Linked DNA regions of Gasterosteus aculeatus: region 2 is linked to region 1. The links are chromatin contacts, called in public Hi-C maps. All regions are on one chromosome and are shown on one strand. The core of a region is the stretch at or near the end of the contact, and the rest is flanking DNA. Distances in the headings are between cores, read along the strand shown.

Region 1 (5,517 bases), core at 1,741-4,240:
GTTTGAAGCGGAGGGCAATTTTTTTAAAGGAAAAATGAAGGAGAGACAAATACCTCAACAGCCAACTGCATTTCAGACCCAGATATAAACGAACCGCATTTTTGCAAGAAGAAAAAAAAACAAACAAACAACACCCTCTTTTTTACTTTAACCCACTTTATACCTCATTAGGAAACGACCGCGTTGCTGATCACGCGCAACCGCCGTCAATAATCTGCGCGCGTCAAATAGCGGGTGTCTTCTTACACATCTGAGCAAAATGTGACCCCCGACTCGTAAACGACGTGCACAGTGTGCAGACGGACTGCGGGTTGTGATCCGGCCGCACTCGGTCCCCTCGGCGCTGTTGGAAGTGTGTTCATCAGCAGGTTTTGGTTTCACCTTGTGATCCGACAGAATACGGGAGGATCTGAGAGGCGTTCACGGACCTGTCCGGTGGCAGGTGTCTATAATCCGTTTGGTCCACAGCGCCCGAGTTTCATCACAAGTCTGCCCCTGGTGTACATCTTTGGCCCAAACCGGTTCCCGCTATCATCAATGGCATTTCAGATAAATATTGTTTTCTTACAACAACCCCTCCGCCTAAATGTCTGTTATTGGAAAAGGGATGTTTGTAGCGGGCGATGGAGCAGCATTAGCACCTGTGATGAGTGTCCACCATGATGCTAAGATCATTACAATAACAAAAGGGTTTGAAGGGGCAACGGGTGCAAACTTTCAACATTAGATCCAATCGTGTCGAAAAGAAGCAACTGCAGTATTCTTTCGTTATTCAGCCTATTGGCACTATTTCCAGTCACTAATGAAACTCCCCTTGGTGACACAGGCACTGCCGTAACGAAAGAGAAGCGTTTGCTGTTGCTGTTCTGACAAAGAAGATAGTTTTTGTGTTTGCTATATGCAAATAAATGACTTATGATGCATTTTTCGATTGGCAAAAAATGTACATTGTAGTCGTTCAGGTCAAAGCAGCAGTATTCACCCTCATAGTTGATTCAGCTAATGTAAATACATCTTAAGTTGCGGCCTTTAGAATTAATGTAGCCTATCCCGTGGCCTTTATTTTTGGAGAGGGGGAGGGGGGGATCTTTAATTGATATGACGACAGTAACAAGAAGCATTTTTTTCCAAAACACCCCGGATCGTCTGAGACCTCAACAGTAACAAAGTCGGAGTGAAGGGTACAGACCTTATCCTCCTCTTTTCTTTCCTGCTTCTTCTCCTGTCGGATTATTTCCCCCTTTTCCACACGTGGGAACGGTTTCACCCCTACTTAGTATGCTCACATTGTAGCAATCCCAACAATGAACCGACACGCCATTCAAGCCAAGGGGAAGCCAGGGAGCAAGTTGTATTAAGTTGCAGGGAGCATCTCCCCTGCAGGCTATATGCCTCTGATGAAGGGTTGCACATCCTCCCGCTCCGCTCCTCCAAGTAATCACGGGGTTAATTGACTGGCTTTCATCACGCCCAGAAATAGAACAAGTATAATCAACGATCAAATATATATCCAATATTTTAATTAGCGAGATATTTTTCTTTTTTTGCACACGTTGCGATGTGCTAAATAGTCGCCATGTTGAGCTGAAACACAGGGACATCAGATAAACTGTCGATATAGGCTATAAACATTTGTTTTATTAATTGCATAATAACAATACTAACGATAATAATAATAATATGACCAATATTAATTATTATTATTAGTAGTACGTAAGTTAATCAATTGCATAAGTAACCCCGACTCAAGGAGCATGTGTGATGCATCTTCTCCCACTGGGTGATTTAAACATTTCTTTTTTGGAGGGAGTCAATTTTGAAATAATTGGGAGAAGAAAATCCACATTATAACCTAAAATATGTAAAAGAAAATGGTATCCGTAGCAAAAAAAAGTTATATTAAAGATCGTTTTATTTTGTTTAGGTTGTTTCACCTCTGAGAGGAACGACAAACAAGTTAGGTTAAGTTAATCTGAATAGCTCTGCCGCGTTTAGTTTGTTGTAACCCCTCCTCCCCCAAACACACACATACACTCACACGTAAAACAAATTGTCACAGTGTTTACCTATAGTCCCACACAGAGGATTTACACCACACAAACAGTGTGTATATTGTCCCTGTGAAACATGACTTCTTCAATCAATTCCGAGAAATCGACGCGATAACTAATAAAAGTCTTAATACTCTCCGAGGGGACATCGCATCGAACAGTTCAAACCTCCGGGGATCGGCAAAGAAAAAACATAATTATGCTATTTAGCCGGTTGATGTGTCGCAATCACTGCTCCAGCACACTCTGTCAGATTAAAATAGAGGGCCCGAGTAGAGGACATTAAGGCTAAGGGAATTATAGAAACCTCAGGGGAGATTTCCAATTGGAGAAGGGGAAAGTAAACTATAGAGATTAATGGCAGCCATAAACAAGATCATGCTGTCCCACTTCAGTGGAGGTCAACAATAACAGCATTAATACTAATAATAATTATTATTATTATTCATAATAATTGGTATTATAGTAATGTACCATTTAAACTGCAATGTAATATCCACCAAATAACCACTGCATAAACTAATATTCAAGGCGGGTAGTTCAAATAAAAACATTAATGGGCCTATAAATTATATTATATATTTTTGCTATTAGCAATAGTGATCATCAGTATAATACTAGATTTTGTTATATTGTACTTTTAGTTGGTTGAATGTATTACTCTAACATTAATAAATCATCAGCAACAAAACAAAATGTAAAATTCAAAAGCACCTCGCTTTTTTCAATTATGTTTTTTTGCTCTGCATGTCCGTCAAGTATGTAATTTGTGGCTCTTTTTTTTTTATCCATTTGTCATAGTTGCTATAATCCTCATAATAACTGTGATCATTGTGTGTGTGTGTGCCCCATTGGCTCCACTTCCTTTTAACCAGGCCATTTGATCAGGGATGGGTTTCCGTGACGGATTAACAAAAGAGTCCCCCTGAAATTAGGAGCAAGTGTGACACCTACCTGCGGAAGTTGGAAGAGTTAGCGGACAGCGCCGGGCTACCGGCTGCACGGTGTAAAACATTCCGCGTGTCTCTGCATGTGCATGTGCATGTGCGTCACAGCGTTCTCCCCTTTTTCTCCAGACATCAGTGTTTCACATCCAACGCGCCATTACAGGATACTCTTCATTAATGGTATATAATAGGCCAGTATGTTCTAAATGCATGGTCGCGTCCCTTTTTAACAGCTTTGCCACGCCTTGGAAAATAGTAATGAGCTCTAAATTTGGCATAAAATCGAGCTCATTACCGGAGTTCACCACCTGATTGCTCCGCATAAAGCACGATAGGTAATTGGGTTAAACGACTGCGCCTCGGTGTTGTTGTGATATCAATATCCACGTTCACAAAGATGCTCAAGGAAGAAAAAAAAGGGCCCACGTTGTATTCAAAGAGAAAATAAAATGGTGATATTTCCCGGACCGATATTGAGTGTCGATTCCAACATTCTTCAGTCACAAAAAATAATAAAATAAACGATATATTTGCAGCAAAAACGGAAGATGAACTCTTTTATTGTTTAGAGTTTCCAACATCCATATGCTGAATGTAGTAGGCCCTTCCTCTGTCGTTTGTCAGAGCTCTCACTCCCAAAAGCTTTTTTTTTTTTTTGGAATGGCAACTACCATAGAAAAATCTGTCACCGTACAAAATTCAATTCATATTGTGTAGATAAATTGGCCTCGAAGTACTTTTGACACATATCAGGCGAAGCCAATGGCTCACCAAAAATAATCGCTGCACAGGCATTTTTTTTTTCTCCATAATTTACTTCAAAGATAGTGTGTTGTCCATTTTAAATACAAAAATGCTACATTAAATATACACGTTAGTCTATAATACAAACAGACTCAGGTGGCTGCAGCAATTAAGACCATTCTCTTTACACTTTATAATTAACCATTCAGAAACTAAAAATTTGAAGATAAGCATTTACTCTGAAAATATCTGCTGTCAGAATTTGCTTCATCATAATTCTTTTTTTCTTTTCTTTTTTTTTTTTAATGCAACCACAAAAAAATAAATAAAAGTCCGCAGTGAGTGTAAAATAAGCAGGTATTAAATGTTTGACATACCTTTCTTTAGTTCATAAGGGGAGTCTTTACAAAGATCTACCTGCGTTTGGCTTCTGACTTTCTGGCTCTCTCTTACCAAAGCCTCTGCTCTATTCAACACAGTCTGGTTTAATCCATTGAAATGTGCCGTGGAGCCCGTGGTTACCGAGCCATGGTTACCGTGAAGATGTCCAAAACTGCCCCCATAGTTCGTGTAGCCCGGGTAGAAAGGGGAGGTGTAGTACAGAGGCCTGGATAGCACCGTGCTGTTGGGGAGCGGGCACTGAGGGGAGGACCGCGATGGAGACGCGTTGGTGCCCATCGCCGCGATCTGACCCAAACCGGGGCCAGCCTGTGGGCCCTCGCCGCTGCCCTTACACCTGTCTGTGGAGGTGGCGATCTCCGCCAGGGACCAGAGTTTTGGTTTCGGGGCCGAGGGGGGCGAGTGGATAACAGAGGTCGCGTTGCTGGTCACCGAGCCCGTCGCCAGGCTCAAATCTGACGGCTTGTCTTGCTGCGCGGCGGCGGCCTGGTTCCCTCGGGGCAGCGCCGAGGGAGACGACGTGGTCGGTTTCGCGGAATCCGGCAGCAACTCTGTAGTCCGCTCCTCCGGGTCTTTTAACTCCGAGTCGCTCAGAAGGGGATCCGTGTCTTTGCCATGGGTCTCCTCTTTAAATCTGTCACAGCCCGTGTCCCCTGGGTTCAGCAGTTTATGATCTAAAAGGACAAAATGAAGAATGGAGTTATTGCCAAATAAGCGTGACATTAAAATGTTAATATAGCTGTAACATATGGTTTTTTGGGGGGGGGGGGGGGGCAATCGCGAGGCAAGTGAGCAGCATTGCGAAATGGAATCGGGTGCATGGACACAATTATGCATAATTCCCTTTAAAACATTTCGAACATATCCCATAAATTGCCCTTTTTTTTAAACTTGTGATATAAAAAAAAAATAAGGCGAGTGAATTGAAAGAGTACAGCAGTATTCCGCGAACCCGAACAATGTGATAGAAATTGATAGACGTGTGAGCATAAAGTAAGAAGACTATTTTGATTTACAAATATATATTTTTGCTAGTGAAGATTATCGCGTCGGTCGTAATGGTAATAAGCATTCGCCAAACGCTCAAAGCTGGAATATAATGAGGGTACAATGGCAACATTTTTGCCGAATACCCAGCGCAATACACCAGCTGTATCCTTATTATGCAGTTAAAGATAAATTGACTGCTAAACACTTTGCGTCACCAGCAATTTCAGCCCCCGAGAAGTCAAACGAGGGGAGTTCAAGGTGATTATTATTTAAAGCAATTGTCCCATTATAAATAATATACCACCATTAACCAGCAATCAATTTTGCACCCTGAGTGGAAACGACTGTGATGAAAAATTGATGATTTTTTTCCCCCTCTTTTCTTT
Region 2 (5,517 bases), core at 2,198-4,697, 390 kb after region 1:
AAAATGACCCACTATTCACCTTCACAGCCCCGTCCTGAATTTGGACTGTTATGTTTCTGATGTGTTGCCACACAATGGTTTTATATTTTTGACCAAACGAAAAAAGGCCGAAACATATCAGCTGCCTCAACACGCCACTCGAAAGGAAGTAGTCGGAAATTGCAGCTAAAGAAATATCTGACAGATCAAGCCGGGTTTTTTTTTTGATAACTCCTGCTGCCAAGCAATATTCATAAATTTAATTTCCAATCTGCTCTCCTTTTATTAGTTTGGGTGTTATTAAATGAGATTGCTTCATCTTAATATATTTCCAGGACCTGCGAATGTGGCTAGAAGCTGATATTCAAATTCAATAACATGGCCTGTACTTAGTGCATGGCACTAATAAATGCCAACGTATGATGCATATGAGGACGGGGCTCAGCGCGGAAGTCGCAGCGGGCAATAATAAGAAATGCTGTGCATTTCGTTTCGGAGGTGAGATATGCGTCTGTGCTCCGCTGCTCATATGCCTGAAGAAGCCCAGGTGACCTATATACAGAGATGGGCAGGATGGGTGTGCGAGAGAGAGGGCAGGCGGATGTACATCTCTCCATGTATTTTATTAACTAGACTAGACAAATCCCCGAAGAATGTAGACACTAGCTCTATGCCGTGCACGTCACAAAGGGATCTATGTACATCACAGCTTTTTGACTGACCTTTAACCTCCCTATTGGACACTGGAGGAGACCGGCCCGGTTAGATCCATCGTAGGGACAGACATGTGTAGGGGATACATAAAAACATGATCAAGGAGCTACAGTATGTCGTGGCAGGGCCTGGCTGCGGAGTCTCACCTCTTGGCTCGGTGCGGGGTTGAAACGTGGCGTCCCGACCTTTTTTCCTATTTTATCGCCGTAACCTGACAACTGCTTTTGCAAAGATTGCAGCTTAGGAAGCTTAGCTGCAGCAGCAAGTGACCTTTACTTTTATTATGAATATTTCTATTTCCTCATTATTGTAGAGTGAAATCTATGCATGTGATCAGCACAATGGATTTCTTTTTCATTAGTTGTGTAAAATGCCACTCAGTGAATGGAGGGTCGGCCCCGCCAGATTGCCCCTCTCCCCCAGTGGAGGGATTTGACAATTGGAATTAATATGCGTGGAGCTTTCGTCCTCCATTTGTTGGCTGAGGTTTTCCAGGAAACTTTATCAGGGGTAACATTATTGAGAGCTTTGCCAAGAGCTTCTTCATCATGCTCATATCCGAGCTTCCCAAACACTTGTCACTGTCAATCACAAGGTGATAATACACCGATGATTCTCTCATTTGGTTTAATAAAATCTCCAGGCTTATTTGAACTGCAGTCATTACAGCAAATAATTGCTGCATTGAGGTTTTAGCAGGCCATAGCCTCGGGGACAAGGAAAGACTATTGCTATATGAAGGATTTGGCTGATGTTTTTTCTTTTGTATTCTTTACTCCCCAGTTGTTCATATTTCTAAAATGAATATTACATTTGAATCTAGATTTGGCTTTCTTTATTCAAACTAACATTGTTATTACATATTATCTGGATGTGGAATCATCTTTTCTCACTTTTTTATGTCTATGCTGTGAAGACAGGCTTCACCAGGGACTGCCAATTGTAATTTTTAACTGTCATTTAAACGCAATTGTAGACTTGAGTCCATCGGCCTAAAAGTCTCTGAAGAAATGGACCTACAGCAGGGAACATATTTCATGTTAAATTTGAATTTCAGCTGACGGCACGCAGATGGAAAAAAAACAATATATATAAATCTTTCAGACAGGAAAAATCAGATAATAAAATATACCATTACATCATTGATCTACATTGCAAATATAAAAAGGGATCTGATGCTGATATGATACTATTCACATGCAGTACTGTAGCTCATCATCACCGTGGCCCCTGTCAACTTGATATTTTGTATATAGCCTTTACTGCTTTATATATATATTCTAATCAAAATAAAGCTTAATGCCCGAGAAGGGTATAATAATTGACCTCCCACCAAATAGCAGATGCTGAAATATTTCCAGTATTAAGGAAACACAGCTCCAACGGGTTTCATAACGGTCACATATTCAATTAGTTAATCCAATCTCCCCATTTTAATTACATTCATTAGAGTATTTGTTTGACCAAACAAGGTCACAATAGTTGATTAGATAAAGAATCAATGGCAAAGACAAAAAAACTCATTACAAAACCAATGGTGTGAATATTTGCCCCCTTGTTTGTGTCAGACAGTTTATCTCAATGTCGATGGAGGCAAACCAGGCATAAACTTATTTGTTTTGAGGTGATCTTTGATTTGTACATGTCAAAAGAGTGATGGTGACCTTGCGTTGCCGGCTGCCCCAATGAAGCAGCAGGACACTAATTACCTTTGTCAGTGAAGTGTACTTGGAACAATACACAATCAGATAACAATAATGGAGTCAATAATTTGTATTTACTCTGAAACTTGGACAATGTCATTTCTCCCAATTAATGTAATCACCCATGCATTAAATTAGTTTTTTTTTTCTTACCCAGAAAAATAATTAGGGGTAATTGTTAGGAAATCAATCAATCAGCAGAATGAACTGCCAATGAAGCATGGTCGATACTAAAGAAATATGTGACGCAGATGGCTTGAGTCTTATCCTCAAGGGACTATGGCTGTGAGGTGCACTGAAACATTGAAATTAAGGCAATAGAAAAGTGTTTATTATTTTATTATTCATCAGAGGGCCTGCAGCGTTTTTTCTAGGGGACACTGAACAGATAATGTCGTTTAAAAAGACACACAAAAAAAAAACATTGATATTATGATCCGGAGGAAAAGTGTTATGAAAAAAGAAAAATGCACTTGATATTCAGTGTTAAAAAACTCCAATAACATTTAATAATGGCACCTGAAGAGGATAAGCAGAAAATAGATGTATTATTTTGGACTCTAACGTTACATTCAAATATTTAACAGTAGCTCTATTAACAATGTTTATTCAACCTCGAATTTAGCCAATTAATTTAGCAAAATATGAAATATTTCTAAAATGAACCACCCTGGAGTAAACAGCCATGTTGATTTTCGCAAAGAAAATGGGTCAATACCATTTTGGGGAAATGAATTAACTATTAACGGACACGACAGACTTCAATAACAATACAACAATAACACTTTTTTCATTGCAACTTGATTAACCTAGTCAACGAGCAGCAGTGCAGATACCGCTAGTAGACATTATATTCATTATTATATAAGACATCCCGAGCAATCATCTACAACTATTCCATTTAATTTAATATAGCTAAATTAAAAGTCCCTCGAATTAGGTTATCCTGTGGTTTGTCAGATAAGAAAAATGTCTTCTGTTAAAAACGCCTTTTCATTGTGCAATAAATCACCGTATCTTCCTTTCTTTCTTGTTCCACAAAAGAAAAACACAGCAACTGTACTCACGGTTTGATTGACAGCAAGCCATTGTTCCACGAACTACTTTCCCTACTCACGTGACGAGGAAACCAGCAAATGAAATGTGAGAAGTTTATCCTGTAGACCAATACAAATCCGAAGCCATACGCCGAAACGCCCCCTCAGTTGTTAGATTGAACTCTGGTTTCTCTGTCTGTCAAATTATTTAGCTAGCCAATGTTAGCTAGTTAGCCGGTATGACACTTAAAGGACTGACGAACAGCTGAGCAGTTCAGCGATACATACGCTAGGACACACGTTAATATCGCTCTTAAAAGCTCATTGTAAAGCTCTCTGACAAATACGGTGAGTTTCATCGCATAGTTTTTTCTTTCGCAACAGTTTAACTTAAAGGTATAACGTTAGACAATGTGTTGGCAACGCTAAAAGTAGCATTGCAAGCTAATGCTATAACTAATACATTGTTAACCTTAGTTAAGGAAAACAGGTGTGACAACGTCTGTGTGTGCACATCCTGCTTTTAGGCTTTGAGGGAGAATGTGGTTAGAGTTTAAGCTGCAAGCTAACGTTCTGTTAAGTCTATACTGTTTGCTAACGCAACGTTAGCACCGTTATGACGAATGGTACAAAACTCGATATCCTGTCAGGAATGCCACGATATTAATAGCAGATTTTATTGAAATTCAAACACTGTTCTCTGGTGTTGCCACCCGACGACAAACTACAGCGATCAACTTGCTACACAACTGACTTTCCAAACGTCGATGGCAATCAAACTCTTCGCTTCCTTCATGAAAACAGCTAACGTAAGTTAGCACAGAGCTAAGCTATCCCAAACAATCCCTCACATCCCCTGTCATTATAGCGATTGTCAACGTTTCTCATTTTGTTTTTCCATCTGCACTTATTGATAAGACAGATTGATAACGACTATGAAATTGCAATGAAGTATTGCCATAGTGTTAACCTGCTAGATGACACGAGATCCGTATGAAATACTTGACTGTATACTTGAATACTTGACCTGTGTTCTTTTGAACGGAAGCTACAGTCACTTGTGTCAAGCGTCTTTTCTTTCTTTTGTCATTACAGTTTTGGATGGCCAGTACAGCTCTTGTCGTGGGATCTACATAGAAAGAGGGACACCATTCTGAACCTCTGGATGAGTAATGAACTTAAACCCCTTCTGGAGCATGTCTTCCAATTCAAGTCGTAAGGTAAAGTTCAAAACATTGTACTATAATATTGTTTAGTGTTCATATGATGAGCTTGACATGGTAGTTTTGCAAGGGTGCACCATTCTTAAACAATTTAATATGGATTTATCTTTATGGATCATACGCTTGCTAAAGTTTTCAGAAGATCCTTCAAAGTTCCTTTTGCATCATCAATAAATTTCATACATCTGTGATCAACTTGGAGATTAAACGGTACCTGACTTTTTCTCCCAAGTAATTAACACTATATGGTAAATGGGCTGCACTTGTACGACACTTTCCTTGTGCTCAAAGCTCTTTCCCCGCATCATGTCATCTTATGACGAGGTGGTGCCTGCGCATCAGGTATCTTACTAACCATTAACATCCATTTCTACACTGGCACAGTTTGCCAGAGCAACTCTGGGTTTTAAATGCCCCCAAGGACACGTTGACATGGACCAGCGGGAAATCGAATCCCCAATCCGTTGACCTTGCTCTGCCACTGAGCAGAGTTCCCTACATGCATCAGTGTCAACAGCTCTCAGCACTTATAAAGATGATGTGTTGGTACTCTGCACCCTCAACTGTGTTCAGACATCAGTCATCTGATATTTAAGAAAGATAGTTCCTTTTCAGTTTACTTTCTGTAGTTAACGGTTTGTTTTGAGCAGTGTATAGCTTTACCAGCAAGCCTTACTTCTGGCGATTTTAGTACAGCGAGGTAGTGCCCAACTGAATTCCCACAAAGTGAAGGGGAGGTACATTTCAGCATGCTTATGTAAGCGAAGAATGTAGGAGGTCCAGCCTGAGCATGAGTGCAGCAGGAGTTCTTCTTTTCCAGCCTCAAAGAAACATTTCAAACATTAGGTATTCAAGTCCGAC

What was found. Hi-C and Micro-C count contacts between places; a contact is called where the count stands out from the background.
Region 2: a contact with region 1 is called in a Hi-C map of whole body, with 3 times the contacts expected there. The contact joins the promoter of aktip here to the enhancer-like site in region 1. A contact is called at or near these places in 2 of 6 Hi-C or Micro-C datasets (skeletal muscle and whole body).

What each region holds. Positions count from the first base shown.
Region 1 is chr12:18,606,036-18,611,552 of fGasAcu3.hap1.1, forward strand. irx5a (iroquois homeobox 5a) reads right to left here. Exons shown (of 3, transcript XM_040167696.2): 3 at 3,793-4,815. The coding sequence ends at 4,103. Among protein-coding and RNA genes, the nearest start is that of irx5a, 8.4 kb to the right of the region's middle. Within about 2 kb of position 2,991, at least 7 of the 9 cell types and tissues checked have open chromatin away from gene starts, as enhancers often do.
Region 2 is chr12:18,996,480-19,001,996 of fGasAcu3.hap1.1, forward strand. It overlaps aktip (akt interacting protein), which reads left to right and starts at 3,448. Exons shown (of 11, transcript XM_040165052.2): 1 at 3,448-3,781; 2 at 4,164-4,242; 3 at 4,529-4,653. The coding sequence starts at 4,606.